Linked DNA regions of Mus musculus: region 2 is linked to region 1. A link is a contact called in public Hi-C data. All regions are on one chromosome and are shown on one strand. The core of a region is the stretch at or near the end of the contact, and the rest is flanking DNA. Distances in the headings are between cores, read along the strand shown.

Region 1 (3,454 bases), core at 318-2,817:
CCTTTCTTCTTGCCAAATGGTTAGTGTATCTGGGCGCTCGCGGGTCCAATCCTCTTCTCTTCATATTGGTCAGCACCTCTCCCCCTCCATTTCCCTCCCAGCCCACCCCTAAAATGCTTAAATCCCGGCATTGTCCGGATGGGTGTCCCAGCAAAGAGCTTTCTTGTAGGAGGCTAGTTAACTCTCAAGCTTCCTTTCTTCCACATCCTACAGTTGTCTATATGGAAAGTAGATTCAAAGTCTCTAACGCATAGGACACCCTGAAATCCCATCGTTTTGGGATTTTTACAGATAGGGTGTCTAGAAAAGTTCTCTTTCCATTCTCCAACCCCGGGACATTCCTTCAAGTCTCCTTTTCTTCTAACCTCAGTACTAAAGAGGTAAGTGTTCAGCTTCAAATGAAAAGCTTGCTAAGGTCACCGCTCTATAGAATATGTCTGAACAGCTGCCTGGTAGAAGGGCCAGGGACTGACTCCTGCCATTTGTTTTGTTCAGGAGCTAGAAACGTGCAGGCCTGATGCTCAGGATTTTGAGACTGGGAAAGAGAGAGCAAATGTCAGGGCTGGCTCACTCCAGCAGCCTGGAACCGAACTAAGCACATCCTGACAGGCTTTTAAAATGACATTGATTGAGACAAGCTGTTCCCAACCCCAGTAAGAGTTAATCTGCCTGTTAATCAAGGCACTAAGGGGCTCAATGCGAGTTTTATTAGTGACTGGAGAGCAGAGGCAGCAGTAGCAAGGGATCAAAAGCTGAAATCCCAGATACTTTGTCAGTGCACACTCCTCCAAAAAAACAATGTATTTTTCAATTAGAGAACAATTTGGCGCTTTTCATCATTTCCTAACCCAGTCTCACAGATGGTGACTTGAAGCCTCCCCATCAGGGAAAAACTTGTGGGGATTGGGAGTCAGGGACAGAGCAATGAGGGATTAAGCCCTGGTTGTTTCCTCGGAGATCGGGGTCCACCTGGGAGAATATCCGAACTCTGGGATCAAGGCTCTGCAGCCAGATTCCTCCCGAAAAGAAAAGGAATGAAAAAGGGAAGCAAAAGAAAAAATAATACCACAAATACAGGCACTCGTCCTTCTAGGTCTGGCCAAGCATCTCTGCCAGTGCACTAGAAAGTTCTCATGCAAGATTTACTCTCTCTCTCTCTCTCTCTCTCTCTCTCTCTCTCTCTCTCTCTCTCTCCCTTTCCCTCTCTCTCTCCCTTACTTCTCTCTCCCTCTCTCCCTGGAAGCTGGATTCTCTTTGGTTTTCTTTTCCAAGTCTGGGCACTGGCGGAAATTTGAATACTAAGTTCTCCAATAATTCAAATGATACGAAGTCTGAGGGAGGAAAAAGTAGACACACCAATCCGATTTGCCCTCTGATCAAGGAGGGCAGCAGAGTAAGACCACAGCAGAGGAAGTCCCTGGCTCACCCTGGGCGCAGGGCGAGGACTCTGGTCAGAGGTAATTATGTCACCGCGTTTTCTCGCCGTGACAGCCGAATAAACACAATCTCCAATAAACATCTCTAATGAGGGAGGAGGCCCGAGGATGGCTGGTTTGATTTATGACTAGAGGAGAAGGTCCACTTCCTACTGCGAAGCGGGCAAACTGCTCACGGCTCAACTCTGGAATAAGGAACTCTCGGAGGAGAGGACCCCCGTTCAGGTAAGGTGCTCAGACTGGTGGCCACTTTGCCCGTGGCCTCCTTTCTATGTGAGGCGCTCAGAGGGGACTCTGCTCAGAGTTAGACTCCTGGGCACCTGTCACAGGTGCTTGAGAGCCAAACGATCTGGACAAGTGCCTCCAGCGGGTCTAGAGAGAGGGCGTCAGGAGCACGCGTGGGAGTGGGCGAGATCCAGGCCAGGCCTGCTACATGGCCTCAAATTTCCGGTGGGTTGCTCCGGTGCCCCGACTCAGGCAGCCTGAGCGGCTCCTGGTAAGCTTAGGGCTTGAGTGAGAGATTTTCCAACCTGGCGAAAACACCTTTTAGTTTAAGTTAGGGGTAATCACTTTCCTGACCCACTTCGGCCAAGTTCTGGCCTTCCTGGAGCCGGAGCATGGCTGGGTATCTCTCTCCAGGGCACTCAGCAACCGGGTTCCCCTGGAGCCCACATGCTTCCCGCCGAGGCAAAGAGCTCCGCCGCTGCTAGGAACCCGTTCCCGGTAACCCGAGCCCGCATTCTAGCTCAGTGAGAATCGCTAATTATTAGGTCTTCCGAAGGAAGCTCAAATCACACGCTGGGGCCTTCGCGCGCGCTGCCCAGCTCTGGAGGGCCGCATTCTTTCGTCCTGTGCTCCTTTCGGGGGAAACGAACCCCAAGACTTTGACTTCGATATGGAACACACATCTACACAACCTTGGGGAAACTTTTGTCGCAAGTCGCCCGACCTTCCGCGGGGTGCTCCATGAATTCGGCGCGAGGCTTGGTGGCTTCTCCAAGCATGAATGTCGCTAATTGCATCGGGGGAAGGCGTGTTGCAAACTGCATGCCCACCGCCTGCTTTTCTTAGGATCTCAGCGATTTCTTTAGACTGCGGCCACAGCCACCACCCTCCCACCCCCCACATCACCCCCAGCTCAGGGCCAGACGGGAAGTCCTCTCTTGAGACCACAACATTTTGTTACTTTTACAAAGAAGCATGCTTCGCAAAGACATCCCCTCCCCCTCACCCCCGTCCCATCCGCAGCAACTCCTCTACCATCTTTGTAAGCTTCCTTTAAAAAGAAAAAGAAAAAAATCAAGGCCGGGGCCACTCGGGGAGGGTTTCTATGACCTGAACACACAGGTTGCACGTCGGAGAGGGGCGCCGCTACTCTTGGGGTGAGTCTGGCTAGAATCAAAGCGGTTACCTGTGAGCCGAGGGTGGGGTGTCAGGTGAGTCTGGTGGCGCTGGTTCCCACACTTCTCAAAGCCGCTTCTCGGGGGGAAGTAGCAGATCTGACAACCGGGTTCTACGCGAGGACCTGCCCCAGAGTTTAAATGTCAACGATAAGAAAAGAGGGTGCTCCGGCAGGCGCTAACTTTCCTTAATATCCACGCCAGCAATGCCCTCATTGGTTGCCGGGCGCGGATGACGTCACGGCGGCCAGAGTTGGGTTCAGCTCGGCAGATTAGCTCTCTGGCCCGGCGGGAGACTCCCTCTCTTCAGGCAGAGTCTGACTCCTCCATCCTAAGAGTCTTCAGGGGTCTGGCCGGTAACTGCACACGCCCAGCCTGCCTCTGGCTGGTATTGTCCTCCCTGAGGTTCGGCTTAAGCCCCCCTCCCCCTACTTTCAAGTAAACAGGTCCTGCGGAGTTCAGGGGCCATCCAGTACGCGGATCCCACTGTACTTGCTCTTAGGCCAGCCAGTTATCTCTCTAAGTGACCCCGTAGCCTGTCCTTAGGTTCTCTAGAGAGTCACTTCATCAGAGGGACGAAGACCACGAGGGGTCGAAAGGGATCTCTGGCAAGTTCTT
Region 2 (3,499 bases), core at 728-3,227, 650 kb before region 1:
TAAAAACATGGCTGAAGTTATAATATTCTTCCTGTTTTGTCTGAACCAAAAGCAACAGAAAATAAGGTTAGTCCTTAATATTTTTGGTTGAATGGTATCTTCTTTTAGAAATACAGTTCAATATTGACTCTGTTAATTCTAATCTGATCATTTTAGGCATAACACCAACATAATGCCCTATTGAATGCATCTGATGAAGACACAGAAAGTGGTAACACTTTACATGGTGTTTTCAGAGTCTTTGGTAAAGCTATGATATTGTGGCCAACTCTAGATATATGTGTGAGACTGTATGCATCAAGATAGGAAGGTATTATTTGACACTCTTGGGATTTAGTTACAAACTAAAACAGACCAGAATGTACCCTAGTTGAAAGAATTTTCTCTTGAAACTCTCTTGGGATACAATAACATTTCTCAAGCAGTGTAATGAACATAGTAATAAAATGATGCAATATATAATTTGAGTCTGATTTAGAAAAATAATAGATATTCAAACTCCAACCCAAATCAGCGGCAGCTTACAAACGTGCATGTCAAATGTGAATTCAAGTGCCGTGACTCTTAAGGGAATCAGTTAACTTTTTGCTTGATACAAAGACCTATTTCTTTACTTAACTGATTGCTTTCCCATTTTTAAGATTGTTTAAGCCGCTAGATTAGACCACATAGATTTGTCTATAATTAAGGCTGAGGTACACAATTCCTCGAAAACAGTGAACAGTATGATTCTAGACAATGCAATAATACATTTCATGCACTGACTTGGATAAAATTCATTTTATAAGACCAACATTAAGTGCCCAAACTCTGAAGAAAAAAATAAACATACAAATTGTAGAAGCAATAGTAACAATGTCCTACTTTGATGAGATTTGATAATAGCCCCCAAAATCTCATTAATTTGAATGGTAAGAAGAATTGTAAGGTTCAAGTTGTGTACATAAGAAAGAAATAATTCAGAAAAACAACAGAATACACACAAGCTGACCTTGAACCCCACCCAAGATTTAGAAGATTAGATGCACAGCTGAAAACTTGAAGATTACTCTTCAGTCTTTTACCAGAACAATGTAGGAAGTGTTTTAAGTATTTACCTTACAATGTATTGACTATTAAATATAAAAAAGTAATTTATGTTAATAAATCAGAAACAGGATCCTGAAGAATGAAGCATTTATTGTTCTGTGATTCTAAAGCTTAGAGATTAAGTAACTTTTACATATTAAACATTGTTCTATTTTATTTTGGAGTTTTTGGATAAAATAACAAATATAAGTTTTGATCTATGTTATTTCATACCCACCTTAGCTTTGTCTTTGACATTACTTTGACAACTAGATTAAGCAGAAGCTGCATTTTAGTAGCAATTAAGAGGCAAGAATAATAGGCCTATAGTCATAATCAACCTCAAGGCATTGGGAATTTGTAGGAATGAGAGATTGTTTCAATTATGATGCTGAAAATGATACTTATTTCAACAATTTATCTGTCTTTATATTATATTTAATTAAAGATCATTGAGGTGATTTTTAAAAGGTTATGTCATATAGTGGGAGCTCAGGTGGGCTTATTATGAGCTTATGTGGCTCATGGTATGAGCATCATGCATGTATCTAGGAAAAACAAATAGATACCAAGCCAGTCGTAACATCTCTTGGAAGTTTGTTTTGTGAAAATGTCTTTTACCTGCTCTATGTTGCTTTTCTAGTTGGGTGAGTTTTCTGGCTATTTAGATTCTGGATCCATAGGAGTAATCTATATTCCGCTCTAAAACCCTATCATTATCTCCTGGACTCAGGGGTTTCATACTTGGTGTAAAAGCAAGTTCTCTTTGCAGCTATGGAAAGCCTCTACCAAGTGCAAGCTTTGTAAGAAAAATAAAATAAAATATAAAATAAGACCTCTTTTACTGAGTGCTTGTTTAGGCTGGAACTCCCAGGAGACTCTAGGTTGCAGCATCTGCTTCCCAAAGGATAGCTTTGGTATGTCATGTATTTAGCAGATAAACTCTCTGAAGTTTCCATATTTATTTTCTGCAAGTAAGGGAGATGATAATGTCTATTGATCCATATGTCTCTTTGTGTGCCTAGGCTAGACATCACAGGAAATGTAAAGAATTTTGATGTGGTCCAACCCTCAGGAAAGTTAGAGTTACTTATTTTTATGATTTTCTTTATTTTGCATGTGCATTAATGGAATGTGGTGAATTGTGTGGCATGCGTGTTTATGTGTATACAGGGAGCATGCATCTGTACACATCCACTGAGGCAAAAGGAGGACATTGACTGGCCTGTCCCTTCACTCTTTTATTCTTTTGAGACAGGGTCTCCAACCAGACCTAGAGCTAGGCTCTTGGCCAGCAAGCCCTAGAAGTCCTCTTGTCTCCCTGTCCCCACCATTCTCAGGTTATAGGTGTGTGACCACACCCATCTTTTATGTAGGTGCTAGAATCTGAACTCAAGACTTCAGGCTCCTGCTGCAAGTCTGCTACCCACTGAAACATTTTTATAGCCTAAACTTACAGCACTTCAAAAGGATGCTAAGAGTTTGTACATGGAAAGATTTTGTTTAAAAACAAAAACTAGCACAATGTAAGATAAAATATAGGAAAAAATGACATCCAACAAGTCATTATAGCAGATGCCTTGAAGGAAACTAGAAATATGCTCCTTACAAGCAAAGAAGCTGGAGGAAGTTAAAAGTAGTTTCCTGAGGTCTGAAGTCTGGGGTTGGAGATTATTCCAAGATGTTTCTATTTGCATACCCAGTGAATTATGGAGTGGATATTTCCTTCCTTCCTTCCTTCCTTCCTTCCTTCCTTCCTTCCTTTCTTTCTTTCTTTCTTTCTTTCTTTCTTTCTTTCTTTCTTTCTTTCTTTCTTTCATTAGATATTTTCTTTATATACATTTCAAATGCTATCCCAAAAGTTCTCCATCCCCTCCCCCTGCCCTGCTCCCCTACCCACCTACCTACTCCCACTTCTTGGTTTCTTGGTCCTGGCATTCCCCTTATAAAGTTTGCAATACCAAGGGGCCTCTCTTCCCAGTGATGGCCAACTAGGCCATTTTCTGCTACATATGCAGCTAGAGACACAGCTCTGGGGATACTGGTTAGTTCATATTGTTGTTCTACCTATAGGGTTGCAGACCCCTTAAGCTCCTTGGGTGCTTTCTCTAGCTTCTCCATTGGGGGCCCTGTGTTCCAACTTATAGATGACTGTGAGCATCCACTTCTGTATTTGCCAGGCACTGGCATAGCATCATACAAGACAGCTATACCAGGGTCCCTTCAGCAAAATCTTGCTGGCATATGCAATAGTGTCTGGGTTTCATGGATGGAGTGGATTTTAACCATCACTGCTCAGGATATGTCTAAAGAGCTTGGTGGGCATGAAAAAGAGAGTAGTGTTTTTTTTTTAAGTACCTTGTATTGAGACGTATTTCTCTAGATATCTTTGAAAGTCTGTAGATATCATGTTGTCTTTTGGGTTCTCTGT

The links. A called contact is a pair of places that touch in the nucleus more often than the background predicts.
Region 2: a Hi-C map of olfactory sensory neurons shows a contact between it and region 1, with 2.5 times the contacts expected there. The contact joins the enhancer-like site here to the promoter of Pax6os1 in region 1. A contact is called at or near these places in 1 of 39 promoter capture datasets (hippocampal neurons), 5 of 484 Hi-C or Micro-C datasets (cerebellar granule neurons, cerebellum, cortical neurons and 1 more) and 6 of 115 datasets of contacts at active chromatin or transcription factors (astrocytes, embryonic forebrain, embryonic hindbrain and 3 more).

What each region holds. Positions count from the first base shown.
Region 1 is chr2:105,668,443-105,671,896 of GRCm38.p6, reverse strand. It overlaps Pax6os1 (paired box 6 opposite strand 1), which reads left to right and starts at 1,567. Exons shown (of 4, transcript NR_002867.2): 1 at 1,567-1,661. It also overlaps a transcript of Pax6 not described here.
Region 2 is chr2:106,315,104-106,318,602 of GRCm38.p6, reverse strand. All of the region lies in intron 6 of Dcdc5 (doublecortin domain containing 5), which reads right to left. Among named protein-coding and RNA genes, the nearest start is that of Gm36036, 93 kb to the left of the region's middle. Within about 2 kb of position 1,977, at least 1 of the 459 cell types and tissues checked has an H3K27ac peak or open chromatin away from gene starts, as enhancers often do. A contact at or near this core is called in olfactory sensory neurons, where this site is marked.